2 separate regions of the Mus musculus genome follow, and region 1 is linked to region 2. Evidence: chromatin contacts called from public Hi-C data. All regions are on one chromosome and are shown on one strand. Each heading gives the region's core, a stretch centred on a gene start, on an enhancer-like site or on the middle of the called end of the contact. The rest is flanking DNA. Distances are from core to core; before and after follow the strand shown.

Region 1 (5,451 bases), core at 75-2,574, 210 kb before region 2:
TGTTTTCCCTCTGGCTCCTGGGACACTCTGTTCTGAGTACTGAGCACAGCAGAAGGAATGTGTGTGTGTGTGTGTGTGTGTGTGTGTGTGTGTGTGTGTGTGTATGTGTGTTTAATATTTAAATTATAGAAACATCCACTTTGGTTGTAAAAGATCATTCTCTCTACAGTCTTGAACTCCTGAAGCATGGGTCTTTATGAGGAGCGTTTGACTGACTTGAAGACATCCTTCAGTGTGCAGAGATCCTTTGCTTGCTTGGTGTAGCCTCTGTCATTTCTGATGCCCTTCTGGAGACATCAGTGCACTGATTGCCTAACTTTTCAGCTCATGGTATATTCAGTACTAACCAAAGCTCAGCACAGCAATCTGGAGGAGGTCCTTTTCAGTTTGACATGTGTAAAACATGACATTTTTGTAATTGGTGTGGAGTTCTGACAGGTACAGTTTGGCTACCTGACTATGGGCTATCTCTTGCTGTTGATTTATTGAAACTAGATCTTTTAAAGTGTAATGTATTGTCCCCCACAGACTATTGTGTTAAGATAAAATTCTTTTCAGCATTGTCCTTTGAAAGGCTTTCCCTACAGTGATTATCCCTCTGTGTCCCCACAGTGCACACCCCCCATGGCTACTCACAGAGGCTCCAGAAACCCCTAGGACCACTTATGGCCTCTGTCACAAACTGTCAGATCCTGCAAAACTCTCTGCTCTCACCAGCAGTAGCCAGTAAGCCTTATCAGACTGGGTGGTGGAGTTGATGCATGCCTGTAATCTCAGCACTCAAGAGACAGAGGCAGGAGGATTGCCAGAAAAGTTCTAAGTGTTCAAGGCTAGCCAGGACCACCTTTTGTTTAAAAAAAAGAAAAAAAAAGCAAGAAAGCCACAAACAAGAGTGGGCAGTAGGAACAAGTCCAGGCAGTTGCAGGTGCGGGGCAGGGTAGAGCCGCTGGGCACGGTTTTTAGATACCCAGATAGCTTTTGACTTTATCCTAATGAAAATCTTCCCCCCAAATCGAGGGGACTCTGATTTAATTGCTGTAAATTCCAAATAGCAAGCAGATCACACAAGAATCCCTAATCCCTAACAGTTTCCTTCAGTAAAGCAGACGGAGGCTGCGCACATGTCCCATGGCACACATGGTTCTATTTTGTCACCTGGTGGCCACCAGGAAACCCCGATGAAGCGGTCTACTTGAAAGCATCGTTTCCCCACCACTCTGAGCTGGAGAAACGATTGCTTGCTCCCTTGATCCGCGGGGCTTCCGAAAGGGAGAGTGCGCTCACAAGCACAAACAGGAAAGCCTGACATCACGGAGCGGCGGGGAGGAGTCTGCTGCCGCGGGCTCCCGGGCTGCCTGCTCGCTGGCCGGCGCTCCTTTGTGGCCCGGTCGCGCGCGGCGGCGGCGGCGGCAGTCGGGCAGCAAGGCGCGTGGGAAGCGCGGGGACCCGGAGCCGGGCCAGAGAGACGCCCCGACCGCCTCGGAGCAGGGCGCACCATGCAGCGTCCGTGTGCCGGAAAGAAAACTGAGAATGAAATTACTTTGGCAAGCTAAAATGGTAACGCCAGCTCCCCGCCTTCCCCTGACGCTTCTCTGCTGGGGGACTCGTCCCATCTCCCGCTTTCTCGGGCCGGGTTGTTGGAGCACTGTCTAACTGATCAGAGCCACCCGGACCCCACTCTCTAAGAGGAGCTTTCTCATTCTGCTTTGTGTCCTTCCCCTCTCTGTGCCTCTTCTCCCTAGAAACGATGCCTGTGTTCTCAGGCATCGCCTGCGGGGTGTCTGGGACAGGCAGATGCGTGTCAGGAGAGCAGAACTTGGAAAGGACAGAACTCAGTCTGGGGGAGCGGCGCCGCGCTCTGCTTCCCAGCGGCAGCCCTTTAACACAGATCCGAGGTTTAGCTGGCGACATGGCTATCCAGGGGGTCGCTGTGTAAATTTCAGTGGAAGCTGCATGAAGATGTTTTGCTTTCTCGGCACTTGCCAGAGGGGCTTTTCTTTTCTTTTCTTTTCTTTTCTTTTCTTTTCTTTTCTTTTCCTTTTTTCTTTCTGGAAATAAAAACTTTCCATACCCCACATAACTTTTTTTTGGGTTTCAAAATAGTAAGAGGAGAAAAAGAGGTACAACTTCACTTCCCAAAGAGGGCTCTTGGTATTAAAACACTTGTTTGAGGGAGTTTAACATCGACATTGCTCAAATGTTTGTGTACTTTGAGAAGTATAAACTCTTGTTTTTGCAAATGAGTTATTTTTTCCTTTCACTTAAGTGGACAGAGTTGATCAGGACTAAACCACAGTTTCCTTAAGAAGGAAAAAAAAAAACTTGAAAAGATGATTTAAGATACGTGGCTAGGTTAGGAAAAGTAACTGACCAGAGAAGGGAGAAGTCGGAGGCTCCTGATACCGCAGGAAAAGGCTGCCAGCCAAGAAAATCTCAGCCTTGCCTATTGCAGGGTGTCCTGTGTTGCTCTGTTTGGAGGATTTACTCAAAGGCTTGGAGAGCCTTTGTAAGCAGGGAAGCAGCTGGGATAGATTGTGGTTAGCCAAGGGGGAAGAAAACAACAACACACACTACGACCCTCTTTTTCTTTCTTTTTATCCTGTCCCTGGCAGAGCTCGATTCAGGACTGGGGTGAAGAGGTAGAGGAAGGAGCTGTTTACCATGTCACCCTCAAAAGAGTCCAGATTCAACAGGCGGCCAATAAAGGAGCGAGATGGCTAGGGGTGAGTAGCGCTTCCGAGATCTTGAACTTTGGAACAGTGTCTTTGCTCTTCTGTGAATATCATTATTATTTAGCCAAGGTAGCCCCCCCCATCCCCTTTTTCTCCCCCTTAGTCTTAAAAAGGAAACTGCTGATGGCCAAGTGTTTGCTCTAGCTGGACAGGTCTGTTTTAGGACTTGTGTTTTCCTAAGCATCTTCCCTAAGTCTGTCAATAATTCAGAACCTTCCGGAAACATCTTGAGGTATTTGGCAAACAGGCTGGGGGTGTTGTGGCAGAAGAGGACAGACACACAGAGACCTGGTCAGAGAGCACTACTAGCTTCTACATGTGTCATAAACCGCTGTGCCCAGAAGATAACCTTTTCTCTCTCTCCTCCTTACACAGTGATGCCAACAGCCCAGTCCCCACTCCCAGAAGTTCAGAGGCCATTCAGACCCGCTTCCTTTGAGGGGCGGCAAGGTTTCCCATTGTGACCTCCTTTCTGTAGAATGGGAGTAGACTGATATATACTTAGTCTTGGGGCTTTGCCTGTAGAGTATGGAGTCGGTGGCAGACACTCGGAAAAAATCTGCTTTCCATAAACTATTGGGGAAGGTCATGTGAGTTCTTAATTCGACCAATGAATCTTTCAACACATCCCAAATGAAGGGACTATGCAAGGCAGAGAGCCTGGCGGTGGGATCAGGAACATGTGGGAGAGTGGAGAGAGAGTAGTTACAGATGACACAGGGAGGAACATAGCGGTGTCTGAAGAGAGGCAGGACTTGTGGGTAATGGTCTTCAAAGCACTGAGGAGTGTGTGCTTGCATCGCAGCCTACTAACCTTAGTTTCAGAGCACACAGGGTTTGGAGCAGTGTTCCCAGATGAGTGCGGAGTGCACGGGGCTTCCTGGGAGGAGCGGAGGCAATATGACTTGTAAGACTCATAGTCAAAGGCAGGAAGCCAGGAGCCCTATCTTCCTTAGCCGTGGCTGCTGACATTGGATCTCCCCCAACCCCCGCATTGACCTTCTCAACCTGCCTTAAGTCAGGATTTTCCTGCCACTATGCTTGGATCAGGACACTGTTGACCGGGATGGTAAGTTGCTAGTGACATTGAAGATGTAGTCTGCAAAGTTAGGCACTTTCTCAGTGAACACTAGAGGTCTTTACTTACTGAGCAAGCACCTTACTCAGAACATGATCCTAACATTAACTGTGTTTAGACTGCTGACCAACCACTCTGTTGCTTTTGGGGGCTTTATGTATATATACAGTATTTCAATGTGATGTTGCTATGGTTTTGACCTGTGTGGCTATTTGTAAATGATTAATAAGCTCTAAACCAGTTGCCTTCAAATAGACTTTGCATTTATTGGTGTTGGGTAGCCCTGGCTGTCCTGGAACTAGCTCTGTGGACCAGGCTGGCTTCAAACTCAGAGATTCACCTCCCTCTGCCTTCTGAGTGCTGCAATTAAAGGCATGCACCACTGTGACAGGCTTTTCTACTCTTTCTAACGATGTAAAATGCTGCATGGGTGGCAGTGTTAATATTTAGCCAGATATGGTAGCAATGACTGTAGTGTGAGCAATAGAGGGGACCCTACCCCCAATAAACCGTCCTTCCTTTAGATGCCAGAAGTCATTAGTGACTCTTACCAGTTATTCTGCTCATTGACTCCACTTCCCTTCTCATCCTGCCTCTCTCCATAGCCATATAGAGTTCAGAGGGGTTGGCTCTGACGTAAACTGTAGATCTGAAATATTGAGAAGAAAGATCATGTAAGCTTGTTTTTGGTTCATAGAGGAATCCTATCCTCCTCCTTTTGAACAAATGACTCACAGACACCACACTGCTCATCAAAAGTCAGTCCTTGGACCTCTCAGCCTGGGATGCCACTTGATTTCTTGTCTTAGGTATCCTGTGAGGAAGCTCTGTTTTTTTTTTGTCCTTGAAAAATCCCAGCTTAATTTAATATGACTCAACCAATTGAGCCACAGCAATTATGAAATCCTTTTCTTTGGTACCCAGTTGGCTTCCTCGTGTTTGTTTTCCTACATTCCAGTAACCCATTCAGAATTCTTCAAAGTGAACACTTTTAGAGTTAATGGGGTTGAGGTAAGGCAGGGAAGACGCTTCGTGCGCACTGGCATCTGACAACAACTTTATGGGGAAGGTGGTATTATGATGCTGTCTTTCATCTTTATATACAAAGAAAATAATGCCCAGCGTGATCTGCCCGCTTGCCTGTGGGGTCATGTAGTTAAGAAATAGTAGAGGCTAAATTTGTATATGGGTACAAATTTGTTGTCAAGAACTGTCCAGGGCTTTAAGGCTGTTCCCGTAGTTCTTGAGGATAGCGTTGGTGTACAAGAACAAGGAGACTAGAGCATACCTCCCCTAGGGATAATTCTTGGTGTGGGATTTGAAAAACGTAGCCCTCTGGTCCTCTTTATGCTTTGAATGATAACCTGAGCTGTAAATTATAAGGTGTGTTATGGTGATGTGTATCTAATTGATAAGCTCGACACTTGGGATGTGTAAAGTGGCACATGAAAGATGTGTATGAGGTTCTATAGCATGTGAGTGTAGGCGGAGTCTTGGTGTTGTGTCTGGAGTGCTCTTCAAAAAGCTTAATGCCTGCGAGCCTAGCACTCAGGAACATCAGGAATTCAAGGCCATCCTCTGCTACATAGTGATTTAAAGACCAGCCTGGGCTGCACAAAACCCCTCTAAACAGAAGCAGCA
Region 2 (5,011 bases), core at 124-2,623:
GTGGCCTGCCTGTGACGCCAGCCCCCTCCAGGTCAGGGATGAGGAATTCTCCTTTCAAGCTGGCTGACTACACCAGGGAAATCAGGAGGCTTTGGGTTCAGTGAGAGATCCTGCCTCAAAGCAAACAAGCAAGCCAACAAGGAAGACAAAGAAAAATGCAGAGAAGAGACAGAGGAAGACATTAACATCTGACTTCCATACACAGGGCATGCATGCACGCATGTGTACGCACGCTCCACATGAGAACGTATCTACACACATGCACAAAGAAATACGAATATCTTTGTGGCAGTATAAATTGAAAGATTATTAAAATGTTTACTATCATCTCTTTTGTTACTAACAGGCTGCTGGTTTTGTTTTTTCTCACTGCTGGAGGTGTGCCACAGTGGAGCTTTTGGAATGGTCAAAGTGGGATCAAGGCCATGCTCAGACTAAGCTGAGAGGTGAGACAAGAGTTTGGAAGCGTGTCCTCAGAAAGACTTGTAGCCCGTCTTTTTTTGAGACAATGACATATGCAGTTCTTCTAAAAAAAATGACCTCATTTGTTAACAATTGATTATTCAGGGGTTTGGAAACGATAGTGTGTGATTTTACCACCTACTGTGAAATTAACTACAGACTGCAGCCATCCATAACCTTTACCTTCCTGGGGATCAAAGAGAAAAGGGATAAATATTTGTTTTTGAAGTTTCTGAAAACAAGAATTATCTGTCTGGACTTTTAAACATCCTAATCATTTTCTCCAAGGTGAACAGAGCACATAGCTCCCCACCCCCCGACATTTCAGATAAGAGGGTGAAAGGAGATCTAGCGTCACCAAACGCAGCCATATGGGTAAAAGAAACCAATGAAGGATAGCTTGGGAAAACAGCTCTTTGGAAACAAAAGGAAAGAGTTGGAAAGGAAAATGAAGTTAATTTCAGAGGCTAGTGAGGAGTGAAATTTAATTAATAAGAAAACTCCAAAGATTCAAAAGGAGAAATGATTTCAGAAAGTGAAATGCAGACTCGCAGGCTGTTTGCCCACTGACATCAAAGCATCAAAGTGTCTCTCTCTCAGGGAAACTATTTGCTCTTTCCCTCAGAGCCACAGGATGCCAGGCCAATTCATTATCTGCAACTTGACAGGTATTATACAGATGAGCAAAACATCAAATCTCACACACTCAGAAGAGGGACCAGGCTTCAAGAGCTGACGTTATTTCAGAGCAGAAATGGCTGTCTCCCATCTGTGGAGCCCCACGTGCTATGAGATCAGAATAAAAAACAGTCACTAAAAACATTGTCTGTTTAACACGCCTAGGCCCCAGAGTTCAGTGTTACCAAGACCTCCTAAAACATCCAGAAGCTCAAACATCTGGCACTGGCCGTAAGGACTGCAGGCAGACGGCTTACAGCTGGAGAGGGTCAGAGAAGCAGCCAAGAGCAGGGGAGCTGAGGGAGGCAGCCAGGGAACAGGGCTTTCTCAGGGCACTTCTGATAGCCCAAGGGATCTGCCTTCTCAGTCCCTGGTGTTCAGAAGTGGAAGAGTTGATTTTGGAGACCAAAGCCCACGCAGGTAAGTTAGGGTCACCAATGAGAACACCCTGAAAAAAAGAATATTCTTTTCCTTCTTTCTTTGCCTTCTCTTGCAGGATAGAGGCTCAGAATCAGAAGGTAGGGACTCCCATATCTTTCTTCTGACTTTCTTCGGTTCCTAACAGTCAGGCATTGGCAAGGAAGACAGCCTTACCCAGCTTCATGTCACAGTGACCCTTCATAGTGTTCCTACTTTGGCCTCAGAAGAGTGAGACACAGGCCGGGTTTTAGTTTAGTTTTGTTTTGTTTTGGTTTGTTTTGTTTTGGTTTGGTTTGGTTTTTTGTAAAGATTTATTTATTTATTATATGTAAGTACACTGTAGCTGTCTTCAGACACAGCAGAAGAGGGTGTCGGATCTTATTACAGATGGTTGTGAGCCACCATGTGGTTGCTGGGGTTTGAACTCGGGAGCTTCAGAAGAGCAGTCAGTGCTCTTAACCACTGAGCCACCTCTCCAACCCACAGGCCAGGTAATGGCAGCAGAGTAAAGTAAAACCTTCTCCCATGGCTCATTAGCCTCTTGGGACTGGACCTGGGTCTTCTCACCCAGTGGTTCTCAACCTTCCAATGCTGTGACCCTTTATTACAGTCCCTCATGGTGTGGTGGCCCCCAACCATAAAATTATTTCCGTTGCTACTTCATATCTGTAATTTTGCAATAGTGATGAGTTGTCATGTGTTATCGGATGATAGTAAGCAATCCCCGTGAAAGGGGGGATTATCATTCACCCCCTCAAATGGGTCGTGGCCCACAGGTTGAGAGCCACTTCTCTAACCCGTATATCTCATAAAAAAGCTACTTCCCTCACCACGGAGTGGACTGAGCAGAGTACACTGGCCTGCAGGGCTGACCAGCAGTCTTCACAGAGAACAAGCACACAAACTGTTTCCCGTCACAACTGCAGATGTCACACCTCCATTTATATCTTTACCACAGTGAAAGAGGGACCATTCTAGAGACCAGTTCTGCTTGCTTATTTTGTTTGCAATAAAAACTGTCAACTATAACGGGACATCTGCATCGTGTCCACTCACGAAGCACGTGTGTTATCCCTAGTGCTGCTGCAATGGCTTCCCCAGTTGTCAGCTCGGGAGCAGGCTGTTCTCACAACATTCTCCACACTGTGTTTCTTCTCTTCAGAGCTCTGGCTTTTGCTGCCGCTGTTGATAAAAGCTGCATTTCACTTGTGTTAAAAGGCTAAACACCCCCTTTTCCAACACAGATATGAATGATCAGTTGAGGCAAGGGGGAGCCGAGATAGGGATAACTCCAAACTAGGACGGAATTCAAATGCAAGTGCAAATAAAACGGGCATGATAGTGTGTGCCTTAAATTCCAGGACTTGGGAGGCAGGGGCAAGCAGATCTCTGAGTTCAAGGCTAGCCTGGTATATATAGCAAGTTCCAAACCAGCCAAGGCTATGTAGTGAGACCTTGTCCAGACAAAAAAAAATATGACACAAAGTTGGGTGGAGTTCAATATGTCATCTCAAGTAACATGACAAGGGGGTGAGGAATTTTGTAGTTAGGGTCTGGATGGTGGAACTACAGAAACAGAGGTGCTTGTAGCCTGCCAAAGCAAGGCAAAGCACAGTGGGAAACCTCAAAGCACAGCAGATGCAGGGCAGAGATGATGGAAGGAGATAGCACTCAGGAAATTCAACGAGACCAGAGCTGAGGGCCCTCAGACAGAGTGTTTCAGAGTGCCTCTCACTCTCTGTCAGAACTGAAATATAGATTAGACCGGCTTATAAAAACCAGAGGGTGGGGAGAGGGACTGCTGCGAGAGGCCATCTTCTGAACATGCGCGTGGCAACTAGGAAGTCAAGGCAGATGTGCGCACTGGTACTGGGTCTACAGAAGCGGGGCCATCCTGATGGTCAGTTAGCAGGAGGAAGGGATGCACCAGGCTCTGTCACATATCCTGCTGATCTGTGGATTCTTAGAGAAGGGGAAGCTCTGGACCCACTGGAGACCACTGAGCTTTGACAGTCCCAAATGCAGAAGACTCTGATTGAATTCTGGATAGTAAACACCATCCATGCTGGTAACTAAGGGAGAGAGATTTACAAAGAGGAGGGAGCTCTGGGGTAGGAAAGAAATGGGAGAGGGGAACCAAAATGTATAGTGTACACATAAGAAAATTGTAAATGAACACAATTGACTACTACTACTAAGAATAAATATCAGACCCAGTGGTTTAACTGCACATCACTGGGAAGCACAGACAAGGTGGATCATATGACTGAACTAAAGAATCTGGTAAGAGACAGGCCTCATTACATTCTAAACTAAGGATTCCTTGAGCACCATGGAGGAGTTGGGCGCTTCTTTTATGTATATGAACACATGGCAAAAATGAGGCTTGGTCCTCACAAAATGCATTCCAGAGGCATATCTATAGAGGGGACTGAGCCACCTCATATTTCCCTCAGGGACCCGGACTGAGGCACGTTCCTCCTCTCCTCAGATCAAATGCCAGCCAGCAGTTCCTTTTCCGTTAAGCACTCTTTGCATAGATTTCGTGAAAACTCTGTTGAGATTCGGAAGATAACTTAGCAGAGCCGTATCTGTATCTAGTCTTTGATGGACAGAACACCCAGCCAGGAGCAGAGCTGTCACCATCAGTCACCTGCGGACACGGACACTGTTGCAACCTGATCCTAAAATACTGAGGATCCACTGTGGCTTTCAGGCCTGGCCAATGCTTTGAAGCTGTGTCAAGACCACAGGACAAAGGCAGTACTGTTTATGCAAATCCAGAAACTCCAAAGCCATTAAAAGTAACATCAGCAATTCAATACCCAGGGATGATTAGAGGCCCTGCATCAGTCTGAAACAGAAAACCCAAAGCAAAGCTGGGCGAAGTACCAAATTCCCAGAGTCGGAAGGGAGCCTGGGCTGGTCAGAGCCTGCTGGATGTGCTTGGGAAGCCGGGCTGCATGCGGATCCCCTGGCCAAGGGGCAGCCGTCCACGCCAAGGAAGAAAGTCCTGGCCTGAAGCTGCTTCTACACCTGGTGCACAGAACGCTCCAAGAGGAATTGCCAAACGTGCCTCCGCAAGGTTGGTTGTCAGGTTGCCACATTCCTCCACAGTCATCGGGAACACATTCCATCCAAAGGAGACAACAACAGCTGTCAGGGGAGAGTCTCTGTAGCAGTAGACAGTGGGATGGAATACCATGGTCTCCTAACCAAATCCAACATTTTGAGGCTACTCTCAAAAAGATTTAAAGTTTGACTAAGGATCCCTGAAGAGTCACTTATGCATTTATGATTCAAGAAACTTCTCAGGCATTATCATTCTCATTAAGGGGGTGGGAGAACAATTTCAAATTTTAAAAGGATGCCAAGAACATCTGGCCCAGAGGTTTTCAATCTTAACTGCACATTGAGATCCCCTGGGAAGTTTACAAAATTCGTCAGTTGT

What was found. Hi-C and Micro-C count contacts between places; a contact is called where the count stands out from the background.
Region 1: a Hi-C map of uterus shows a contact between it and region 2. The contact joins the promoter of Rgl1 here to the enhancer-like site in region 2. A contact is called at or near these places in 3 of 484 Hi-C or Micro-C datasets (embryonic stem cells and uterus) and 1 of 115 datasets of contacts at active chromatin or transcription factors (embryonic stem cells).

Annotation. Positions count from the first base shown.
Region 1 is chr1:152,621,090-152,626,540 of GRCm38.p6, reverse strand. It overlaps Rgl1 (ral guanine nucleotide dissociation stimulator,-like 1), which reads left to right and starts at 1,324. Exons shown (of 18, transcript NM_016846.4): 1 at 1,324-1,557; 2 at 2,613-2,723. The coding sequence starts at 1,531.
Region 2 is chr1:152,414,138-152,419,148 of GRCm38.p6, reverse strand. The region is part of intron 1 of Colgalt2 (collagen beta(1-O)galactosyltransferase 2); the gene reads right to left. Among named protein-coding and RNA genes, the nearest start is that of Colgalt2, 17 kb to the right of the region's middle. Within about 2 kb of position 1,373, at least 28 of the 459 cell types and tissues checked have an H3K27ac peak or open chromatin away from gene starts, as enhancers often do. A contact at or near this core is called in uterus, where this site is marked.